Linked DNA regions of Rattus norvegicus: all the other regions are linked to region 1. Evidence: chromatin contacts called from public Hi-C data. All regions are on one chromosome and are shown on one strand. Each heading gives the region's core, a stretch centred on a gene start, on an enhancer-like site or on the middle of the called end of the contact. The rest is flanking DNA. Distances are from core to core; before and after follow the strand shown.

Evidence for each region. A called contact is a pair of places that touch in the nucleus more often than the background predicts.
Region 2: a contact with region 1 is called in a Hi-C map of prefrontal cortex, with 5 times the contacts expected there. The contact joins the promoter of Ngef here to the enhancer-like site in region 1. A contact is called at or near these places in 2 of 12 Hi-C or Micro-C datasets (frontal cortex and prefrontal cortex).
Region 3: a Hi-C map of frontal cortex shows a contact between it and region 1, with 1.9 times the contacts expected there. The contact joins two enhancer-like sites. A contact is called at or near these places in 3 of 12 Hi-C or Micro-C datasets (the A7r5 cell line, frontal cortex and prefrontal cortex).

The regions. Positions count from the first base shown.
Region 1 is chr9:95,719,650-95,722,349 of GRCr8, reverse strand. No RefSeq gene overlaps it. Among named protein-coding and RNA genes, the nearest start is that of Neu2, 9.0 kb to the right of the region's middle. Within about 2 kb of position 1,434, at least 11 of the 93 cell types and tissues checked have an H3K27ac peak or open chromatin away from gene starts, as enhancers often do. A contact at or near this core is called in prefrontal cortex, where this site is marked.
Region 2 is chr9:95,626,946-95,629,645 of GRCr8, reverse strand. Ngef (neuronal guanine nucleotide exchange factor) reads left to right here and starts at 1,399. Exons shown (of 13, transcript NM_001136241.1): 1 at 1,399-1,600; 2 at 2,327-2,469. The coding sequence starts at 1,494.
Region 3 is chr9:95,836,307-95,839,006 of GRCr8, reverse strand. It overlaps Inpp5d (inositol polyphosphate-5-phosphatase D), which reads right to left. Exons shown (of 27, transcript NM_019311.2): 26 at 825-1,419. Among named protein-coding and RNA genes, the nearest start is that of Atg16l1, 32 kb to the left of the region's middle. Within about 2 kb of position 1,391, at least 8 of the 93 cell types and tissues checked have an H3K27ac peak or open chromatin away from gene starts, as enhancers often do.

The DNA of each region.
Region 1 (2,700 bases), core at 185-2,684:
TGGCCAGGTTAGAAAAAGGCAGACTCAGGAACCTGACCTAGCCTCTCATCAGCCTTTGAGGTCACGAGCAAGAGGCTTCATCCTCTTCTGTCTTAGTCTCTTCCTGGCTACCGGCAGCAGGTTGTTAGGAGAATCAGATCCTGGACCATCAAGGGCCTGAACGCTGCCGCATGACATTTCTCAGTAGACTCTTCCCTCAGTACAGTGCAAAACATGTAAGTGCAATATGTGTCTGACAGGATGCAAGGAGTAGAAGGCCTGAGATGCCAGTATATGAGAATACAGTTAAGACCACATTCAGAACGTCCCCGGAAGATCTAGAAGAAAGGGAAGTGTTTCTTGTAAGGGAGGAACCTGGGACAGGTGGCATCTGACCCCGAGCTTGGGCATAGGCCTGACTGCCCCACCCACAACCTTCTGGTTGAGGCAATGGCTGGTGTTTGGGATCCTTGGGTTTCTGGTCTAGGGTAAGTTGGGAGGGGCTAAAGGGACCTGACTCAGGCTAGGCTAGGACTAGTGTGACTTCTCAGGTTACCCAGCCTCCCAGGCAACCGTTCCCACCCCAGCCAGATGAACAGAGTCAGGCTGGGTTATTAATACCTGAATATTTAGGACTCTAGGTGTCTGGAACTTTCTATGTTTGTCCACTTTGGATGTTTCACCTAGACTATCCCCTACAAGGAAGAGAACAGGGACTGTGATTTATGACTTCAACAATGAATGAATGATGAAAGCAGCATTTCTAGAAACTTGGGTATTTGAAGGTTTAGTAAGCTGCCAATTACACGACACTGTGGCTCTAGACAAGGAGCTGTGTTTCTCTTTGTGAATGCGTTTCGAGAGCTTGTGGAGGTTTATCTTGACTCAGGAATACCTTTTGGAGGAGATGATTTACAGGAACAATCCCCAATAAAGAACAAGCTATGTCCTCAAAGATACTTCCTCCAGGGTTATTTATAACAAGAAGGCGGGGCGGCTGAGGCATCTAGCCGAAAAGGGGGCAGGAGTCAAGTGATCTCCCTGTGTCTGTTGGCTTCTTCTTACTTTCTGCAGAAGAGCTGCCGGGAGGACATGTTCTATATGTCAAGCAGAAAGAGAAAGTGAAGCAGGATTCTAGTTCAGTTTTGAAATGTGCTCTAGTTTGGGAGGAAGGGGAGAAGTTACTAGGTTAAAGACCAGAAGAAAAATGTGGTCAGTTGAGTATTCCCCCCATCCCCTGGTTCTTTTAAATCTCCGAACATTTGGAATTTACTGCAGTACAAAAAAAAAATGGCATTTTGGAGAAGCAGCACCTTGCCAAAAGTACAGTCAGCATTCTCACCTCTTCTTTGAGCAGCAGCACATTTGAATACTGGATCCTCCCCCCACCTCCTCACTCATTGCGGGTGAGATGTGATGGGGAGGCAGTATGCTCCCAGATCTGCTTGGCTCTGAGAGTGTGGCCGCCTTCTTAGGCTGTCAGTGAGGAGAAAGGAGTCTGCACCTCAGCCCCTCATACTCTTGGGTCCAGGCATCTGGGCTGAGGAGTCTAGGATTGGGGCCGACTACAGTAGCTGCTTGCTCCCCTTCCAGAGGTAGGGAGATGAGGGAAGGGCAGGGACAGAGCTCAGTGGCCAAGGCAACTCATATATATATTTTAAAAAGCATTTAATTGATGGCTGGCTTACAGTTTCAGAGGCTCAGCCCATTATCGTCATTGTGGAAGTATGGTGGCACTAATGGTGCTGGAGCAATAGCTGAGCACTTTGTATCCTGATCCAGCAGGTAAGCAGGCAGGCATGCTGAGAGAGCCTGGGCCTGCTGTGAGCTTTTTAAAACCTCAATGCCCATCTCCAGTGACACCTCCTCCAACAAGGCCACACCTACTAATCCTTCCAAGAAGTTTGCCAACTGGAGATGGAGCATGCAAATCTATGAGCCTATGGGGACCATTCTTATTCAAACCACCATACTTCTCACCCACCTGCCAAAAGGGTACATCATCAGACGGACACAGTAGGCCTCAAGGCCATGTCCCTCTCTAAAGAGATAACATTTCTTGTCTTGCTGCTATGGCTTTAGCGTTCAGAATCACTGTTGGCAGGTGCTGTGTTGACGGACTTAACACACGGGGAGGCAGAATGTTTGTAACAGCATTACCACATTGAGAAGACCATCCTGTATCTTTTCCTTACAGGACCAGACTGGGTAGCTTCAAAGTGACCACCCAGGAGATGTTGCAATTGGCTCTTCTCCCATGTTTTGCATGGTGACTTCTTGACCCTACACCCCAATGTTTCCAGTGCAGAGGAAGGTCTCTACCAGGAAGGGACCTGGTACGAGTGTCCAGGCAGAAGATTGTTTAGAAGGCATGGCCTTTCATGACATAAGCTGACATGAGAAACTGGTCTCTTCATGATCGAGCAAGTATGCACACATATCTGCATGTGTACAAGTACCTGCACATGTAACTGTATCTGTGTGATTCATTGTGCAGGTTTGTGAATGCTTGTATGCCTGTATATCTGTGTACCTGTGTGCATGAGTATGCATACATACCTATGTATGCAACGTATGTGCTTCTGTGTGCACATCTGTGCATGCCACGTGTCTGTGTGTGCATCTGGGTAGATGTGCATGTGACTATATGTGCACATGTATATAAAATGTGTATGCACATGTGGCTACACATGTGTGGCTTTGGAATGATTAAAACGATCA
Region 2 (2,700 bases), core at 150-2,649, 93 kb after region 1:
CAGGAGATAAGAACATATGCATGCTTGTGCCACTTAGCTCAGGTTTTTTGTTTTGTTTTCTTTTTCTGTCTCACGCCATTTGTGGGGAATGGCACAGTCAAAGGTAGACTGGGTTTTCCCACCTCAATTAACTCGGCCAAGACAATTCCCCACAGACATGGCTGATGTAGACAAGCCCTCGTTCAGACTCTTCTGTAGCTGTTCTTGCTAGACTGTGTCAAACGGCAATTAAATCAACCACTGCCCCTTCCAAATGAAATGACTCTTCCTTCCCTTATACATCTCTGTGTCTCTCGCACGAACGGCCAGCCCTGCCTCCCATCTACTCATCCAAGAACGAGCAACACTGGAGGCTGGAGAAACGCTCAGTTGTTGAGAGCACATGTTGCTCTAGCAGAGGTTCCTAGCACACACATGGTGGCTCACAACCGTGTAATCCCAGTAATTCTGTAATTCCAGATCCAGAGGATCCAATACCCTTTCCTGATTTTGGAGGGTACCAGGCAAACACATTGGTCACATACAGACACGCAGGCAAAATACTCATACACCATAAAAACCAATAAACGCAGTTGCCTCAAACCCCCAGGAACTGGTTCCTTATATCCAATGCCCACAGGTGGTGTGTGGAGGGGGCCAGGCAGGGGAGCACTGTACCCCACCCTCACTCCCAGGTACCTTCAGAACTGGCCACAGCTACTCTTGACTTGAGATACTTCTCTCACATATCCTTGTCATCTGAGCGCTGCACGAGCTAACAAACTGCTGTGGGTAGGGAAATCCTACTGCAGTTTCTGGGAACTTGGATCCTTCTCCTTAACTCTGTTCTGGCAGCGTTTGGGGGGTCGCTAGGAAAGATTTGGTCCAGCAGAAAGACCCATTCAGGAGAGAAGTCTGCATTGGGGGACCCCCACCGTCTACCTGGGAGTCAAGAGCAGGAGTGTAGGGGACATGTTTCCTCTCAGACTGGGATTAGAGGGTATACATTCCCAAGGCACGATCTAGGAGATTGACCTGTGATGGGTAAGGGATGGGACAGAGGGTCGCCTGGACTGCACCTTCCAGAAACTCCTACAAACGACCCACTGACAGAAAGGGAGACAGGCGGAGGCAGCTCTGTCCCCTCTGTCCCCGCATCTCCTGGCACCCAGCGGCCGCGGGGGAGGCAGGCGCTGCGGGGCTCCGGTCCATGTGGGGAGTCACCGCCCCCTGGTCCGGGTGCACCCGGCCCCAGCGCCCCCACCTCGCCGCCGCTGGCCTCGCCCCCGCCGCGCGTGCCCCGCCCGCCTCCCCCGTTGCCGTGGCAACCCCGGGAGCCTCCAGGCGCGCGCTCGTCCGCGGGAGCGCTCTACAGCGGCGGCGGCGGCTGCAGCTCGGGCTTGAGCCGCGCGCGCTGAGACCTCGCTTCGAGCCCGCGCGTTGCCCCCGGCCCGGCCCTGGGTCCCCCGCGCGGCCCCCCACCGGCTCCTGAGCCTACCCTGTCTCTGGTCCCCATGGAGCTGCTGGCTGCCGCTTTCAGCGCTGCCTGCGCCGTGGACCACGACAGCTCCACCTCGGAGAGCGACACGCGCGACTCGGCGGCGGGACACCTGCCCGGCAGGTGAGGACGGGCTGCATCCCAGCCCCCGCGCACCGTCCCCACTTGCTCCCTCCCACTCGCACCGTAGGCGGTGTTCACGGACCCCTGCGGCCTATCCGGGTCCTCTGCTCCGGGGCTCCTGCTGCCTCCCACTAACTCTAACCCGACGGACCTTCCCCCCGGAAGAGCGGTGCGTCCTGGTCCAGGTCACTAGCACCCAGTCCGAGCGCGGGGTGGCTGGCCTCCTGCACCCTCTCCCTGGACGCCCAGAGTGTGCGCGTCCCTCCCTTCGCCCCTCTCTGCGCTCTCCGTCTCTGGGACTGGAGGACGGAGCCCCGAGTGGGGCCAGGGGGCGCGCGACGGCTAAGGGCGTGGGGTGGCAGCTGGCTAGCAGGACCCGTTGGGGCGGCCTCCCGCGCTGTGGAGCGGCCAGGGTACGCCAACTTTCCGACGCCTGCCCGCGAGCTCGAAAAACATGAAGGTTTGGGCGGACGGGTGTGGGAGTGAATCACCCCGTCGCGCCTTGGTATGGTGACAAAAAGGGTTTGTCGGGCTCGCCTGGTCCGGACACGTGGCGGCCACTGTGACCCCCTTAGCTTGGAAGCGCTTAGGGCAGTACCTTCAACCCCCCCCCCCCAACCCCGGCCAGCAGCCGCTTGTACGGACCGACAGTCGCCTCTTGCGATCTAGCCAAGGTGTGTCGTTGCTTAAAAATAAACAGCCCTCGCTCTCCTCCCTCTCTTGCAGCGAGTCATCCTCCACCCCTGGAAATGGAACCACACCCGAGGAGTGCCCGGCCCTCACCGACAGCCCCACCACGCTCACCGAGGCCCTGCAGATGATCCATCCCATTCCCGCCGACTCCTGGAGAAACCTCATTGAACAAATAGGTGGGTCCAGGGCAGGCAGCGACTCATTTGGGCCATGCGAGCCTGGTGGCTCCCAGGGGACCCTGGCAGCTGGGCTGACTGGCATGCGGCTTTTGACATGAGTAGTTCTAATGGTTTCCTAGGCAGAACTGCCGAGTTTTATTAGTGCTGCACCACTGGGCTAATTTAGCCAGGGATTGTGGTTTATTTGTGAGACTGAGTCTCACACTGCAACCCTGGCTGGCCTGGAAT
Region 3 (2,700 bases), core at 142-2,641, 120 kb before region 1:
CACAGGAACAGCATGTGGCACAATCTATTTCTCCCCGTAAATCTATACAGCAGATAGCACTAACAGTTTCTTTTGACAGTTTACAAAGGCATAGAGCTATTCAGGGGAGACTTGGGATTTAGATCCAACACAGGACTGCGACAGCATTTGCCTAGTGTAGGGCCCCGAGTTTGACCCTCAGCACTGCAATAAATGCACCAATGGAATGGCCAGAGGTCTAGGTCTAGAGTCTGTTCCTGGTGATACTGGAGATTCATCTGAGGGCTTCATGGAGGCTTCCTGTACACTCTCCCACTGAGCTACAACCTTAGCTTCCACTGCTGCACTTGCTTGTCTCACCATTTAGCCCAGGCTGACCTTGAACCCCCCAGTCCTCGTGCCCTAGATGTCCAGAGTGTTGGGATTATAGCAGTGTACTATCATGTCCAGTCTCAACTGTGTGTGTTTTCTTAAATCATTGTTAGCTCTGCTCTAGAATAAATCTATTCTATAGGAAGGGGATATTCTCTCCGAAGTTTCTAAAATACCAGGAATGTTTTAAGTGCCTAGCCTAATTAAGGATGAGAGGACTAAAATATAAATGACTTGAAGTCCCTTACTCTACAGGGGTAGGAGTTTATCAACAGCCCCTCTCTGTCTCTCTCAAGAATCGCTGTAGGTGCCAGTCAGGAACACGGATGGACGGAGGCCAGGTTCAAACTTCTTCACAGAGTACTTCCCAGGACACACACACACACACACACACACACACACACACACACACACACACACACACACTACACGAATGCATGCACACATACACACATACATGCAGCTCAACATACCTGCATGGCAGTTCTGCCAAGCAGACTCTCCTCCTGGCGGTGCTTGCCATGGTGGGGGAGTTCTGTGTTGTCACGGTAGTCTCTGCCTTTGGAATGCTGCAGCTGCAAGACTGCAGGACTCTTGACTGGCAGGGGTGGCCGTGGAGCTGGGATGGGCGTTGTCTGCTGGCTCATTTCTGACCTGGAAGGCTTGACGGGCCTCTTGACTGGCACTGGGGCTTGGGAACTGGCTGGGGCCTTGGGCTTCCCTTGGCTCTTGTCCCCACTGGGCATCCTGCCCTCAGCAGAGGAGGAACAGGTAAAGGAACGGATCCGGGGTGTGGGGCCAAAGACAGGCACAGGGGCCTGTTTGCTCGTCCCCTTGACATTCTCCACCTCTTGGGCTTTGGGGAGCATGATGCTGGGTGAAGAGACTCCTGGGTCTGGGCAGGGCGGGGGCTCCTTGCGCATCATCTTGGGAGACTCCTGCTCTTTCCTGGGCACCAGCTTAGGGAAGGGACTCACGGACCCATACAGTGGGTTCTCAAACATCTCGGGCTTCGTCAGCGGCAGGTCCTCCTGCGGCAGGGCTTCCACCTTTCCCAGATCGCCAGGTCTGGGACCACAGGGAAGAGGAGAGGAGAGAGGAGAGGAAACATGTTCAGACGTCAGGACATGGGGAGTAGATGCTTCATGCCTCTGGGTTTCATTTAGGGGTGATAAAAATGTTCTGGAACTAAACGCAGTCATGATGATGTAACATGCAGCATAGAAATGCCACCAGATCACTCATTTTCCAGGGGATAATTTTACATGAATTTTGCCTTGTTTTTTTTTTTTTTTCTTTTTTAAACACAGGGACTCACTATGTATCCCTGGCTGATACAGAACTGGCAGATCCACCTGCCTCTCTGTCTGCTGAATGCTGGGCTTGAAGGCATGCAACACCATGCTGGGCTAAAGGTATAGTCCAGGATGGCCCCATGGTCCTCTTGCCTCCTCATCCTCAGCATATCTTTCCTCCATGCATCACCGCAAGTGATGACTTTTTAAAATCAGCGCATTAGGGAGAGACGATAAGGCTGGAGGTGGTGGCTCACACCTTTAATCCCAGCCTGTGTGAGGCAGGGACAGGCAAACCTGGGACACTAGCCTGGTCTACATAGTTCCAAAACAGACATATATATATATATATATATATATATATATATATATATATATATATATATATATATATATATATGATATAGATAGATATCATAGATAGATCCTGCCTCAAAGAGAGAGAGAGGGGGTAGAGGGGCAGTCCTCAGAGGCAACTTTAATTCTGTTTTAACAAGAGCATCCATGAGCAAGGAGGCTATCTCTGGAGATTTGGTAGAAAGAGGAACAGAGGAGGCTACTACTTATGTGTGAGGTGCTGCCGTGACAGCAAAGCTGCCATGCATTACAAAACAAACCCTGGGCTCAGGGGCCAACAGTCACACTATTCTTCTCAGGGGCTTAAAGCTTTCTTTCTGGAGGGCTCTGTCTGTGACAACTGACTCAGTCATCAACTTGATGAGATCTAGGACGACCCAAAAGATACTCTTTGGGGGATTATCTTGATTAGATAATTAGGTGGGAAGACTTGCCCACTGTGAGCAGCACCATTCCATAGGCTGGAGCCCTAGATTGAATAAAAAGGAGAAAGTCATACACACATGTGGAGGTCAGAGGACAACTCACAGGGGACAAGTCATTTCTTCTACTACATCAGTTCCAGACACCGAACTCAGATGGTCAGTCTTGGTGGCAAGTAACTCACCAGACTGCCTTTCACTTTCTAGAGAGACTAGAAGTCACTACACATCCAGAAATATTGAGACCTTGACAGATGGCAAAAGCTAGCCCTTGT